Linked DNA regions of Mus musculus: all the other regions are linked to region 1. Evidence: chromatin contacts called from public HiChIP or PLAC-seq and promoter capture Hi-C data. All regions are on one chromosome and are shown on one strand. Each heading gives the region's core, a stretch centred on a gene start, on an enhancer-like site or on the middle of the called end of the contact. The rest is flanking DNA. Distances are from core to core; before and after follow the strand shown.

Region 1 (5,050 bases), core at 1,867-4,366:
TAGGCCCAGACAAGGCGAACAAATGACTTGAACATGGGATATTCTGACTCTTGATGTCCCAAAGTAAACTCCCACCAGCAAATGAACACAGTGTGCGGGATTTTGGTCAGTTGAGAGGCTATTAAAGAAGTATGAGGAATGAGTTTTCTCCCTAATGGGCAGGGCAGTAGTGGCACACACCTTTAATCCCAGTACTCAAGAGGCAGAGGCAGGCAGATCTCTGTTAGTTCGAGGCCAGACCGCTCTACAGACTGAGTTCTAGGACATCCAGGGCCACACAGAGAAACCTTGTCTCAAAAAACCAAAGCAAAACAAAACAAAACAAATTTCCTTAGGTAGTGAGTCTGAGGACTCTGGGCAACATGAGACTTTGTCACAAAAGAAGAACAGTTCCACAAAGCAAAAGGTGTTGGAAACTAAGAGACAAGGAGGCGAGCTCAGCAAAGACAAGGTCTGTCTACAGACACACTCGGGTCTCCTGCGCCTAAGAAGCTGGCACACCACGGTGACAGACTCAACACGTTTTTTGTATTAACCTGATATGAAAACTACTTTCCTCTCAGTCCTAATAGTATACATACTGCAGTAGAAAACATGTACAACCTAAAAAGGACACATAAAATAAAGATGCTTATGAGAATTCATTCATTCATTCATTCATTCATTCCATAGCAAATATCTTTATATCATTGTGGTTCCATTCTTCCTGTCATCTTGGTAATGAGTCCAGGTTTTGTTCCAGGTTTTATACTGCTGTCCCTGAAGGGCTTAGGAGATGCCACCCCACAGCACTTCACTATGACAGGGCATTTTGAGTTGACAAAACAGGCACAGGTAGATTCTTCTCCCTCCCCGCTCTGTGAGGAAGGGCAGGAAGGTTCTCACTGGGACCTGATCTAGACTGGTCGTTACCAGTCTAGGTAGGACAGCACCAGGCCCTGCTGACGTGCACTCTGCTCTTACTTCACTGCTTTTCCACAGTCAGCTGCCCTTGAAATTCTAGAACCTTCTCCTTTGCTTGCTACGTTCCTCCAAATTGATAGGTTTTATTTTTGTTGTTAAGATGTGATGTAAACTCTTGACTCTTGTGGGTTTATGTTGTTTTTCCTTTTTCTTTTCTTCTTTTTATTTACTTATTTATCTTTTTGTTTTTTGTTTTTTGTTTTTTTGTTTTTTTAAATAGGGTTTCTCTGTGAATGTAGCTTTGGCTGACCTGGAACTCATTCTGTAGACCAGGCTGACCTCAAACTCACAGAGATCCAGCTGCCCCTGCCTCTCAAGTGCTGGGATCAAAGGTGTGTGCCACCACAACCAGTTCCTTTTAGTTTTTTGTGATGAGGTCTTGCTATGTAGCTCCACTGGCTTTGAACTTGTGATCTTCCTGCTTCCGTTTCCTGATGCGCATCCCCAAATCTGGCTCAGACACAGGGTTTTTCACTACTCAATTCTCCTGGAATCTGTGTAGTGCATGTTTCTCGAAACTAATTTTTCTTTGGTTAGTTATATCTTTTAGTATGGAAGAACCCAGAAAGAGAATGTGGGAGGGATGCCTCCCCACCCCCATACTTGTCAGTAAATCCAAAATTGTGTTTGAGGCTGAGCAGTGATGGTGTTGCTGGTGCAGTAAGAGGCAAGGCCAGAGCCAGAAGCATTGAACTTCCATCAGGGTCGTCCAGGCACAGAGGCGGGATAGAATTGTGGTGGATTTAGCTATCCCCAACTTCCTTTGAGGACTCCACAATTAAGAACATCTCAGACTTGACGCTAATATCACCTCTTCCTCTACCGGAAGCCATGAGGGCAAATGTTGGTCTACACCTGACTGACAATGAGTCTGTGTCTACTCTAGGAGAGGCAATGAGAAACTTGGAGAAAGCGAACATCCATCTTGTCGAATTTATGGTCATCAAGAGAGACTTCTCGACCTAGTCGGTCATCAACTTTAAAAATAAACAGAAGCATGTTTTCATAGTCTCGGGCTGCAGAGAGGTGTCATTACAATAGCTGGGATTTTTTGGAGTCACTTCTTCTTCTTCTTCTTCTTCTTCTTCTTCTTCTTCTTCTTCTTCTTCTTCTTCTTCTTCTTCTTCTTCTCCTCCTCCTCCTCCTCCTCCTCCTCCTCCTCCTCCTCCTCCTCCTCCTTCTTCTTCTTCTTCTTCTTCTTCTTCTTCTCCTTCTTCTTAAAACTCAGCTGTGTAGAGAGTGTTTATAGTTATGCCCAACTTACAGATAAGAAAACCGAGGCACCGAATTGCTTAAGGTGACATATGCGGCTAAGCTGAGGTTGAAGAGAGCCCAGGCTGTCTGTCTATAGAGCCCAGACCCTGACTATCTTTCCTGTCACTATTTAGATGTCTTTGATTAACTCTTTGTCTTCTTATCTAGAACCAGGATCATTGCCACTTGACTCTGGAGCAGAAAAATACTACACTGTCTGAAACAGGTAAAAGCCTGGTGATATCTCCTCAGTGGGTGGTTGGGAGTTTGGAAACCGTCTGGTTCCTAGAGGCCTGACCCTTGCGTGCTCTAGATTCGTCCACATTGCAAGTCTATGGAGATGCAAGTTAATGTGTAGAAAATGAGGGTAATGTAAACACAATACCTCCCATGAAAACGAGAACCGGTTCCTGCAGAATGCGTTCCTTTGTTGTCCTGCAGAGAGCAGCTTTTCCAGTTTGTCCTGTTTGTACATCATCTCAGCAGTCCTTATCTGACTATAAATGCTTAGTGTTAGAAGGTCTCCTTCAAACCGGAGAGAATATTGTATTGGTTTCGGTTCGGTGTTACAGAAGGCATTTGAAATAAGCTCTTTTTAATGTGTCAGTCAAGCCAAATACATTTATTTTTACACTTTCACACGAGTGTACAACATATTGTGGTCATAGTCTTACCCTATTACCGTTCTCCCTCACGCTTGTATTGACTTTCTTCTTCCCATGCCTTTTTTAGCCCCACGAGGGCTGCTTGTGTGATCATGGCTATGGGGTGGGTCATTTAATTAAAGCAGGGGCAACTTACCAGTGGCTACACCACTGAAGAAATGGCACCCTCACCCCAGCAACTGTTAACTGCCACTAGCTCCTTGGCAGGGTGGGGTGGGGTGGGTGGACGCCTCAGGAGCCTCCCCTATCCACGGTGGAATGTTGAAGGGACCAATCTGACACCAGTTCTTTACAACATATGATTTTACTTTAAATTAATTTAACCCTTAGTTAAATCATTTAAGTTCTTTGGCTTTCAGCCCCACCGAATCTTCACCTTGGACTATAGGCTTGGTTGCCTGAGGCACATTTGGATGCATTGGAGTCATTTCTGTTACTCATTGTGCCTCTGACTGGATGAGGGATGCGAAGGAGGTGAAGTTTGGTGTCCTCCGTGGCTCATGTGCTTGAACATTCGTGCCCAGTAGGTGGCGCTGTTTTTCGAAGGTTAAGAAATCCTTAGAAGGATTCAGGTCGGGCCTTGGGCCTCTATTTCCTACAGGAGCTTTCTGTTTCCTGATCTGTGAAGATGTGAACAAGCCGCATGACAAGCTGGAGAGGCGATCCTCTGTTACAGAAAAGAGCCAGCTGAGCAAGGTGTGGGGAACAAGGCAGTTTCTCAGGTCTCCGCTTCAGTTTCTGCCTCCAGATCCCTTCCTTGGCTTTCCTCAGCGATCAGGTCATGGTAAGTCAAATTAACCCTTTCTTCTCTAGGCTGCTCTTGGTCATGCCGGCTTTATCGCAGCCATAGAAAATAAACCAAGAATGGGTTACTGTCGAGAGGTGTTGGAGGAGCGGGCTGACCTTCACAGTGTTGGGGAGTTGGCAGTTCAGAAGCCTCACACTAAACAACTGAGTTATTAGAGGATAGTTATATGGAGGATGAGTGAGTTTCGTGTGTTCTGTGAGGAGGGCTGGGGCTAGCTCAGCGGCAGAGTGCCTGCCTAGTGTATCTGAGACACTGAGTTCAACTCTTACACCACCCAGAGAACAAAATCCCAGAGTTAGGGAAGAACATTTGCAATGCATGTTCTATAACTAGGGGTCAAAGGTCTCAGGATGTGCACGGGGATGAGTTGGACAATGACAAAACAGGTATAGATGTAAAACTCCTCGGGTGGCTTCTCATTGCTACCCAGAGTGTGATGTGTGCAGGTGTGGAATAAGAACCATTGGCTTGCACTGGCTTGGGTGTCTGAGTGTGGGCAACAAGTCCAACATTCTGTGAAAAATGCCTCACCCCTGACTGTGAATAACCAGCAAATATACAGTGGGAGGTTTGAAATTCACCTTTGAGCACTGTCCTCGAATCTGTTTGACATTTTTTTTATGATTGACTTGGGTAGTGATGAATTCACAGATGATGGGAAGAGGAGTTTGGGGAGGGATATGGACCACAGAGTCAGGTGAGAGTTCTAGATGTGAGCCTTGGGTCTGTCATTTCCCAACTGGATGCTCTCCCTTTCTCCATCTTCTTCCCCCTCCCTTCTTCCCTCCCTCGCTCCCCCTTTCTCTTTCCTCTCTCTTCCTCATTGTTTTTCCACTTTATTGTAGTCTCTCATTGAACCTGGGGCTTGCTGCCTCAGTTAGCCATCCAGCAAGCCCCTGAGTTCTGCATGCTTCTGTCCCCCGCGCTGGGTTACAGATGTGGGCCACCATGCCGAGGTTTTTCTGGGCATCCAAACTGAAGTCTGTACAGACTCATGGTTGCCACTGAGCCATACTTCTAACTCTCTAAATAGCTTACGAACAGTTCCCTTAACCACACTAGCCTCTGTTTCCTAGTTTATTAAGAGAAGACAGAAAGATCTGACTTTGTGTAAAGACCAAATGACCAAGGTTTTCGTGGGAAGCACTTGTCAGGTGTCGGGGTACAAAGCTGGTGTTTCAGAAACTGCCAGCTGTTGTTGACATATGATCATTACTCTGGGAAGAATAAAGTAGGTAATATGTGGGGTCCCCAAATTATTGTAGGGACAAGCATGTGCTAAGATTTGGAATACTTAGGATTAACTAATCAGTTGTACGCAAAAAGAATAAGAGAAACCTCACTTAAGAAGAACTCATGT
Region 2 (5,050 bases), core at 1,752-4,251, 460 kb before region 1:
CTTTAGTGACTGACTCCATCAGCTCTGAGTTATACAGTAGACGTTACAGAGTTTGGATTGCCTTCATACTTGAAGGACGTGGGATTTTAGCTCCCCAGGGTGACCAAACGCAGGCTGAGGAGGCAGACCTGGAGGTCGGAGGACATCATGTGGTTTGGAGCATGCAACAGTCGACATGGCCTTCCAGCACTTTACTAACCAAAGCGTAGATGCAGAAGACTGATGCTCCTTTAGGGAAACGTTCCAGAGACGCTGCAGTAAGGTGGATACTGTTCTTTTATGTAGTCATGGCAACCTGGCTCTGGTTCCCATCTCTAAACCCAGCACTGGATAGGTGGCCACAGGAGATCCCTGGAACCTGATGGCGGGAAACCAGTGATTTCCAGGCTCATTGAGAAAAGAAAGTGCAGAAGATTGACAAGGGTCTGATGACAGCCTTCCCTGCTCTGTGCTTCAAGTTGGCCTGTACCCACCCCCTGTTTAATGAATTCCTGTCTCATTTGTTAGGTTCGCTCTCTCCCTCCTTTTGAGAAGAGTCTATCACAGTCCCTCGAACCCTGCTCAGGGTGACTTTGAACTTCTGATCTGCCACCTCCTGCGTGCTGGGATTGCAGGTGTTCACACCCTGTCTGTGTGGTGCCGGGGACGTTTGAGCTGGTGTCTGCCAGACAAGCACTCTACCCATCGAGTTCAGCGCCTGGCCCGTTTCCGCATTTGTCCTCAAGACGCTCCCATGATGTCCCGCTCCGGGAGGCTTTAGAGTTTTCAAAGACTTTTTTTTTTCCATACTAGGCAGAGTTCCTGATCTCTCTGGTTGAAAAGCTCATGTTCTCATAGTTTTGTCCTTTTTGGCTGGGAATACTAAACGACGAGGGTCACTCTAACAAGGCCCGGGGCATTCTCCACTTGCATCTCCTCCCAGGCCTCACAGACGAGCCATGACGTGAAGGGATGTTTGCTGTGTCTTTCTGATATTCCTTTCTCTTCCCGTGGCTCTTGGGTTTGGCTGCTCCAGCTTGAACAGCACGTTTGTATCAGTATTTTTGCTCTTCTTTGTTTTGTTTGGTTATTTTAAGACAAGATCTCTCTCTATAGCCCTGTCTGGTCCAGAACTATGTATTGATCTTCTTGTGTTTTTTGAGTTGGCATCTCATATAGACCTGGTTGGCCCCAAACTTGTGATGTTGCTAAGAATGAACCTTCTACCTTTAGCTAAAAGTGGGCGGGACAAGTTTAATGAGGATCATTTCCTGTTTGTTGCTGTAGTCCCAGTAGGGGTGCTCTGGCTGTGGACCTGGGTGGTCTGTCCTGGCCTTCAGACTCAGTTCAGAGTCATTGGTCCCAGAGTCTTGAAAGTGCTTGCCAGGAAGAGGTTGCTGAGGGACACGAGACCGGACTGGGCTTTTCCCGTTCAGATCTTTATCCAACAGAATAGTCTGCTAGGCACAGCTCACTGCCTAACTCCAGCCCAGCCCAGCACAGCCCAGCACAGCCCAGCCATGCTTGGGACCCTGTAACAAGCAAGTAGTAGATTAGTTGAGTTTGTGGTGACCCCAGGATTAAGAATTCAACTGAAGGCTGGGTATAGTAGCATAGCCCTTTAATCCCAGCACTCAAAGAAACAAGGCATGTCGATCTCAGTTCCAGGACAGCCTGGTTTACAAATCGAGCTCCAGGCCAGCCAGAACTGCATAGTGAAACCCTGTTTAAATAAAGATAGAAAAGAAAAATAAACACAGCTGATCTTCTGCCTCATGGTTCCTAGAGTGGGACAGGGCTGCAACAGTTTCAGTCACAGCTACAATGTGTCCTGTGCCATAATCTGACTTTCTGGACAGCTCCGTGCTGTTTACAGTCTGAGTTCCTTCAGCCAGTTCTTCACCCTCTATACTCTGTGTCTCAGATGTACTGTTCTGAGCTGTATTGACCCCCATTTTGGCCATTTCCAGGGGTGCATCGGAGCCTGACTGTCCATGGTCTGTAGCATTCACCTATATCCACAGAGTACACACACCTATACCCCTGCTGAATAACTACCAAACTGATGTCACTGAACAGGGAGAAGAGGCACACTTACTTGGGTTAAAGCAAGCTGTAAAATGCCATTATTTTGCATACTTTTCACACAGGCACCCCTAGTGAGTTGAGGAATATAAAAAGGTGTGCCGATTGAGTAAGTTCTAGGCAGGCCTAGGCAACGGGAATGGTTCAATGAGCAGATGGTAGGAGGTTTTCTTCCATGAGGGCTTCTTAAGGGGGAACTGGATCTGGAGATCAGGCCCATCAGACACTTTAACTGAGTGACTTTGTGCAGTGCACACTCAGCAAAACTTTACATGACAGTCCAGACAGATTAATGACCACTTGTAATCAAGTAAGACAGAGAGTAAATAAGTGGTTCTTAAAATGAACCTAACTAATTGAAGGCTATTATTGCCACAAAGAGCCTCCAATTATACCAACTCAAAGGATAAGTATAACAATATATAGAAACCACCTGGGAATATCCTAATACTGCATTTTGATATGAGCTCATTAAATCTTTTTTTAAGATTTATTTATTATATGTAAGCACACTGTAGCTGTCTTCAGACACTTCAGAAGAGGGTGTTAGATCTCATTACAGATGGTTGCAAGCCACCATGTGGTTCCTAGGACTTGAACTCAGGACCTTCGGAAGAGCCGTCTGCGCTCTTAACCACCGAGCCATCTCACCAGCCCCAAACACTTCTATTTTTGATAACTTAAATCCTTACATACTGTGAATATTTTTATTTTCAGATTTATTTAGTTTGTCTATGGGTGTGGTCAAAAGACAGTTTGGGGGAGGGGGCTTTCCCTTCTGCTGTATGTGTGGGTTCTAGGGATCAACTCAGGTTGTCAGTGTGGTGGCAAGCGCCTTTACCTGCTGACCATCTTGCCAAGCCAATCCCGTGTTATTTAACAGGCAGGTTTTCATACCCCTGTGACTCAGAAAATGGACTAAGGACCCGCCCCATACATTTAAATAAGAAAGGATCATGTGTCTGTGTGCTTGCCTTAGTGAACGCCTATGCAACACCTATGTGCAGGGGCTCATGGGATCTCCTGCAACTGTAGTTAGTTACCTGGGTGCTGGGAACTGAACCTGGGTCTTCTACAAGAGCAGTAAGCAGTCTTCAGCACACTTGACCGTGGAAGCAGAGGTTAGCCCACCACTCTAGTTCTCCCCGTTCTACCATGTGGGGCCTGAAGTCAGGCTGTCCGGCTCTAGCGGCTGTAGGTGTACACAGTTACCCCAGTGCTGTCAAACAGGCAACTGAACGTTATTTTGGTGAAGATACTTTATTTTTCATAAAAATATAATTGTACAATTCTTTTCTGAGGAAAAAAAATCCTTCATTTGCCCCCAAATACCATGTGGTTTAATCATCTTTCATCTTTTAAAAAACAAAATATGTACTTTAATATTTGTCACAGCATGCAGCTGATCTCTGTGAAAAATAGTATTTATTTTTGTTGATCTTACTTGACTTTAACTAAAAGTAAAGCACAGCTTAAACCTGTGTTTCTATCACCAGCCAAAGCAGACCCACTGTGGGGCAAAGACGCTGAAGTTACAGCTGGTGCCGCTGAGCGTGTCCACGAGGCAGGCAGTGGCAGGGACCGCAGCACTAAAGCTCTGATTTGGGCATCCCAGGAACATTTTAGATAAGGACAGAAAACAAATTAATAACTTCACCTACAGCCTAAATGTTGACCTGACCAGATCAACTCCATATTGCACCAGTTGCTCCAGTACGTGGGAAGCAGATGCTAGAGTGGCAGAGTTGGATTGGTGTGAATGTGCAAATATATTTTCTCCTTAATCTCTGAAAAAAAAAAAAAAAAAAAGAAGCCAGGCACTTGGCCTCTTCCTGCCCTAGAGAATGGCCTTGGGCTCTGTCCTCCCAGCTTGCTCTCCTCTGGGAAGGAACTGCAGTTAGCCTGCAGTGCCTCGATGGATGGGAGTGACAAGAGATGCTGCAGCTGTTGGAATCTGGAACAGTGATTAATTAGATCACAGATTCGGGAGAAGGGCCAGCACAGTAGCTGAGCAATCACCATGCCCCCTTCAGATGCTGAGGGCCATTATCTTGGTTTGATGGCTCCAAAACACTAAAGAGATACAGGCCCTAGAGAAAACTCAAAGCGTAATCAACATTCACTCCAAAGTCCATCTCTTCTACTTGTGGATGACCGTGTGGTTACAAGGACAACCTGGGATGACCCTGAAACTACAAGTACAACCTGCAGAGGCTTCAAGCACAGTGAGACATTCCACTGAGAGGCCACACTCATCCTGGAATGTTTGCTTTAAAAACATTTTTTTTTCCTGGAGAATTCAAAAAGTAACAAACAAAGCAACACAAAGTTCTGCAAAGTAAGAGTCTACGACTGAGTCGCCCCACTGGCAGAACACGCCATCCCAGTCAGAACACTACATTGAAAACACTTACATTCGAAGGGCCTGAACATCAACAGTCCTTGTCTCCACTTATGGTCCTAAGAAGACATTAAATACCCTTAATGCCCATTTTTCTAAAACACAGCGAATCCCAGCAAGCTGGGCAGGTGCTCTGTCGGCGGGCACACACACCTAGCATGGAGATCTGAGTTCCACGCCTGCGCTCAAGGGATCTTCAGCTAACAGAAGGCAACTGGTCAGGAGACATGCCTGTCAAGAGATCACAAGCTACACAGTCCATCTCTCGTCCCACCTCACAGACAACCTTCCAGGCACGTCTGAACCGCAGCTTGCAGGCTGCGTATACCTCAGAATAACTAGGAATGTGGCCCAGCACTAAACTGTAAACTCACTTAAAACATTCAATTCTCAGGCTTCAAGTCACAACATCAAAAGGTTGGACATGCCTGTAACTATGATACCTCCCTTCAACTGCCAGTCTGTGGCAAATACTTCTTTTTCTGGAAGTCAAATTCCTGCTTCATCAGAGGGAGGAACAATTGTAATTAGCAGCAACAGAGAATACATATGACTGAACTAGTGAGAGAAGCGAGTAAAGTAGAA
Region 3 (5,050 bases), core at 1,005-3,504, 420 kb before region 1:
TATTTTAAAAAATATTTCTGCTCTAGTATAAATATCCTTCAAATATCCTTCAAGTAGTATATAGTCTTCAAATTCTGCTGGTTCATAGAATTATTCCCAAAACATCTTTGTAAAACTGAAGGTATTTACTCTTTGTCTTCTCTGGCTAATTCAGTGACACCTGAAGAGTATAAAACCCAAGTGTCCCCCCAGATCTTTGTGTTAGAATTGTCTCTTCCGAATGGAGGCATCGCTATGTGGGACTTCGCCTGTATAATATACAGCCTGTATTTGTTTATTTGAGCAAGTCCTCACTGTGTAGTCTAGACTGACCTTTAAACTCACAAACCTTCTGTCTCAGCCATCTGACTGGAGGATGACAAGTATGAGCCATCATCACCTCAGGCCTAACACATAGTCCTGTCACCATGAGCAGTCTTTTGTTAAAGGGCATACATTGTTTAGCTAACACCATCACTAAATGACAGTATAAGTCTGTTCAGCTGCTAGGTTCGTTTCTGTCATCCAAGGGGTTGGGATTCAGTTCAGTGGTAGAATGCTTGCCCGGTAAGTGCAAAGTCCTGGGTTTGGTCCTCAACTCTGGAAAAAATAAAGGTCATCCAAGGCATTAAAGATTACACTTTTTCTTGCTAGATGAAATAGCTTTGGAAAGTGTGTTCCGAGCTGATCTGCCACAGGGTTCAGATGGCAGCCTTCATGCTTGTTTTATAATCCAACCCATGTTAAATTCTTTCCACACTGTGGATGCTTTTTTTCTTTTAATTTATTTATTTTATGAGGTTGTGAGCCACCATGTGGTTGCTGGGATTTGAACTCAGGACTTTTGGGAGTCAGTGCTTTTAACCGCTGAGCCATTTCTCCAGCCCCATGGATGGTTTTTATAAACTTAGTCATACCTGTCCAAGACGAATGGCACTGCTTTGCAAAGGTCTTTCTAATGGCTAAACCTTATTGTTGAAGATATAACACACGTTGGTTGCAGGACATGAAGAAATCAATGAAGGACTGACCTGAAAACCTTTTCCCTGCTGGTCATGTTTCACAGTGCTGGAAGATACTCTGCAGCCCCACTAGGGAAGAAGAGCCATCAGTGGATTTACCCAGCAGTGGATCCTGCATATTACAACGCCGGCCTGCCAGGCAAAGTGTGCCTACCTGTGCAATAGCAGCATAGCTACTGTGGAGATAACCAACTGTTTCCTGCTTAGATTTGAGGAAGGAATTCTCTCTACAGGAGACAATCCATGCCTGGTACTATGGTCTAAAGCTCATGGCTATAGAGGAACCTCTACTCTTATTTGCTAAATGGACATGCTGTCAAACAGCCTTCTAAAATATTTACATTTATAACCATACATTAGTGCTGCTCTCAACCTGATTACTGGTCAAAATGCTGAGGATAAGGGACTCTTGAGAGCTCACCCCCAAACGGGACGTTTATATCAGTCCTACAACCCCTCCACCCACAACTCAAGGACTGTCAAGGAAGATGGGGCAGAAATAACGCAAGAGTGGAAGGTCAGGGAGGGGTGCTGTGAAATGCTTTTATGGGCATGGCATGGCTATGGCACTCATGAGCTCACAACAGCTGTGCTTACCAGCACAAGACCTGCATGAGATCAAGTCAGTCAACATTCCAGCCTGGAGGGGAGAGGAGTTCACGAGGCTTTCCCACAGCCGAGGAACTGTTGGCAATCCACAAGTTCAATTGATGAGCAGGAGAGTCATTTTTCTTTAGGAGTGTGTCTATTGTTACGTTACCCAGGCTCCAGTGGATGGCTCCACAGTCATGTGCATGCAGGCAGTGCTAGCCAGACTCAATAGGCTCTAAAAAGAAAGACAGGAAGGTAGGAAGAGAAAATATTAGGGAAACCCAGAGGAGTAGCCATGGGGATTTCTGTTGGATACAAACAAGATACATTGTATACATGTTTGAAATTGTCAACTTGTCAAAGAATAAATTTAAAATATTCAAAACATACTCAACACACACACACACATTCACAACAAATGCACACATAGAGAGAAAGGTCTTAGTGCAATATGATGATATAATGCCTGTGATTTCAGAGCTCAGAAGGTAGAAACAGAACGACCAAGAGCAGCCTTGACAGCACGAGACCCTGTCTCAAAACACTCTAGTTAAATCAATAGGATTTTGCCACCCAGTGGAGTTTTCCTCACTGCTCTTCCTAGGGTGCTCACCTGAACTGTTTCTGCTGCATCTCTTCATGTGACGGATGAGTCACGGCTTTGCTACCCTGATTTGTTTGTTTTTATAGTACTGGTGGTTGAACAAGAGCTTTGTGCATGCTAAGCAAGCTGTTCCAACTGAGCCACGTCCTCAGCCTTTTTGTTTGTTTTGAATCTAAGAATGAAGAATCTAGCTCTTTTGCTCTCCCTCTCCCTCTCCCTCTCCCTCTCCCTCTCCCTCTCCCTCTCCCTCTCCCTCTCCCTCTCCCTCTCCCTCTCCCTCTCCCTCTCCCTCTCCCTCTCCCTCTCCCTCTCCCATCTCCATCTCTCTCTCTCACTGGCTTTCTCTCTTTTACTCTTTCTCATTCTGTAGACCAGTGGCCTTGAACTCACAGAGATCCTAGGATTAAAGGCATGCTCCACCACGGCCAGGCAAATAGTCTCTTTTTATACCTGTTTTCAGACTTGGTTTGACCAGATATCATCATCATCATCATCATCATTGTCATCATCATCATGAGTGTGAGTGTGTGTGTGTGTGTGTGTGTGTGTGTACACACGAGTGAGTACAGACGCCACAGTGTGCATATGGAGATCAGAGAGAACTTTGTGGAGCTGAGTCTCTTCTACCTTTCTGTGGGTTTGAGAGTCACACTCAAGCTATTAGGCTTTCATAGCAAGAACTTTACTGTCTGAGCCACCTTTTGGGGCCCAAACTGGTATTTTTCTAGAGCTTTCTGCTAAAAATTTTGGACAAGTAAATACAGAACTCTTCAGGGGTTTTGCATAGTTAAGTTTGTCCTTCCTTCCTTCCTTTCTCCCTCCCTCTTTGGTTTTGTTTTTTGAGAGAGGATTTCTCTTTGTAAGAGCCTTGGCTATCCTGGAACTCATATGCCAGGCTGTCTTAGAACTCCCAGAGACCCGCCTATCTCTGCCTCCCAAGTGCTGGAAATAAAGGCCTGTACCGAAGCACATACTTTCTATTGCCAGTGAACTTTGTTTCTTTTTGTTCTTTAGTTATTTAAATAATCACTATGTTTCCCTAATAAGAGAGAATAGTCAGAACTAATTAGTTCTGCTACAGGGCTCATTTTGTAATACAGCATGAGGCTTTATTTATTTATTTATTTATTTATTTATTTATTTAGAACAGGGTTTTATGTAATCCTGAATGACCTTGAACCTGCTATGTATCTGAGGATGATGTTGGGCTCCTGGTTACACAGCACCTAGCTTAACAGGAATTTTAAAGTGTGTGTGTGTGTGTGTGTGTGTGTGTGTGTGTGTGTGTGTGTGTGTGCTTATTATATGTGAGGGTGTTTATGTGGACTTCAGAGGACACCCTCTGGTATAACTGCTTGATTTCAGCTGGCTTGAGCCAGGGTCTCTTGTTTGTGGTTTCATATGCTAGGCTAGCTGTTCCACAGGCTTACCAGGATCCCCCTGTTGTTTCTTCCCATCTCCCTTTAGGAGCTCTGGGATGACCTAGCTTGTGTCAAGTTGAATAAAACGTAAATATGCTTAAGCACTTTCCCATCTCCCCAGCCATCCATCTCCTTTATAAACTGTCTTGATGCTGGGGAAGGAACCCAGACCTATAGATAACACTCTACCTCGGTGTGACATTCCAGCCCCTGGTATTGTGCTTCTTTATTCTTTGTTGTTGTTGTTTGTTTGTTTCTAGACAGGGTGTCTCTGTGTAGCCATGACTGGCCTGGAACTCACTTTGTAAAGACCAAGAGGCCCTTGAACTCAGACTTCTCTGCCACCTGAGTCCTGGGGTTAGAGGCCTGCACGACATGCTTGGCTCCTTATTAATTTTTAAGAGAATAGGCTGCTGGGAATTATTCTTTCCATGATTCTTAAAGAGTATCTCTAGCTTGCTTAGCTTTATCTTTAAAAAACTCCAGGCTCTGGCATGTCTCCTTAATTGGCATCCTTTCTCAATCAGCATGGAATTTGTTGTCCTTCTTCATTCTGTTCGTGCAGATGAAGACCGGTACCTGCTTCTTACCTGCCTGCCCTGTTGTAGCTTCCAGAGGACAGATGGTACCTCCTTTCCATCAGAACTCATTCCTCCCCACCCTAGCTCATCCCACACTGCAGGGTCCTAAGCACGGTGGGGTGTGGTCTAACTACCCTTGCTTGGCTTTTCCAGTCATATTACGTGTTTCTGCCCCACCAACTTCCCTTGTTTCTACCCCTCAGTTTGGATGTTTGGCTCTCCTGGCTGCCCAGCTCCTTTGCTCTGCCACACCCAGGCATGAGACAAGCTTCTGGAAGTTTCTCTAGCTGCCTGTAGGGTATCTAGGTCCCCAGCCAGCCCTAGGCATTTGTCTTTGTTTCCACAGGTGCTATTGCTAAGCTCGGGTCATTTGTGGGGAGTTGGGAGGAGGCTGTGACAGACTTAGACCCTCTTGGGTACCCTTCCAGGACGCTGCCTTCCCAGCTTTTCCTTTTCAGTGCCTCCAGCAGACAGGTGGTCCTCCCGCTGGTAGTAAATTCCTGGGTATTTTTACCCGGTGCTCCATAAACAAAAAGACACTGTTATTAGAAATGTCACTGTAACCAGGCGTATGAGTCATTTTCCCCATTAATCATTTTGCCAAAGAAAACAAGTTGCCATCCAAGCTTGTTTGGAGAGATGCTTGCTATGCGAAGGGAAGAAAGTTCAAGCACCTGCCTGAGGCTCCTGTCAAGGCTGGAATGACATAGCCGGTGCTCTGGTGCGTCTGAAAGCAGCCCTTCCCTGTGCAAGCTGCTGCTAGCTGTGTAGTCCACACTGAACGAGTCCATACAGGAATCTCAGTGCCAAAGCCTTGGAGAGTGAGGCCCTTCCACAGGGACTCAGAGTTAA

Evidence for each region. Promoter capture Hi-C pulls out the DNA fragments that hold promoters and counts their contacts. HiChIP or PLAC-seq counts read pairs in DNA pulled down with a chosen protein or histone mark.
Region 2: a promoter capture Hi-C map of liver shows a contact between it and region 1, with 6 times the contacts expected there. The contact joins the enhancer-like site here to the promoter of 4933406J09Rik in region 1. A contact is called at or near these places in 10 of 39 promoter capture datasets (the 3T3-L1 cell line, 3T3-L1-derived adipocytes, the HPC-7 cell line and 5 more), 1 of 15 datasets of contacts at CTCF or cohesin (the NIH/3T3 cell line) and 1 of 9 other capture datasets (embryonic stem cells).
Region 3: a FOXA1 HiChIP or PLAC-seq map of pancreatic cancer cells shows a contact between it and region 1. The contact joins the enhancer-like site here to the promoter of 4933406J09Rik in region 1. A contact is called at or near these places in 9 of 39 promoter capture datasets (3T3-L1-derived adipocytes, cranial neural crest, embryonic stem cells and 5 more), 2 of 484 Hi-C or Micro-C datasets (both in embryonic stem cells), 3 of 115 datasets of contacts at active chromatin or transcription factors (embryonic stem cells and pancreatic cancer cells) and 3 of 9 other capture datasets (embryonic stem cells, macrophages and pancreatic islet).

Annotation. Positions count from the first base shown.
Region 1 is chr6:134,401,481-134,406,530 of GRCm38.p6, reverse strand. 4933406J09Rik (RIKEN cDNA 4933406J09 gene) reads left to right here and starts at 3,116. Exons shown (of 9, transcript NR_153848.1): 1 at 3,116-3,666. The region is part of intron 2 of Bcl2l14 (BCL2-like 14 (apoptosis facilitator)); the gene reads right to left.
Region 2 is chr6:134,857,187-134,862,236 of GRCm38.p6, reverse strand. Crebl2 (cAMP responsive element binding protein-like 2) reads right to left here. Exons shown (of 5, transcript NM_177687.3): 5 at 4,354-5,050. Among named protein-coding and RNA genes, the nearest start is that of Crebl2, 30 kb to the right of the region's middle. Within about 2 kb of position 3,001, at least 8 of the 459 cell types and tissues checked have an H3K27ac peak or open chromatin away from gene starts, as enhancers often do. A contact at or near this core is called in embryonic stem cells and liver, where this site is marked.
Region 3 is chr6:134,817,160-134,822,209 of GRCm38.p6, reverse strand. 1700055D16Rik (RIKEN cDNA 1700055D16 gene) reads right to left here. Exons shown (of 2, transcript NR_151454.1): 2 at 790-1,827. Among named protein-coding and RNA genes, the nearest start is that of Crebl2, 11 kb to the left of the region's middle. Within about 2 kb of position 2,254, at least 33 of the 459 cell types and tissues checked have an H3K27ac peak or open chromatin away from gene starts, as enhancers often do. A contact at or near this core is called in pancreatic cancer cells and pancreatic islet, where this site is marked.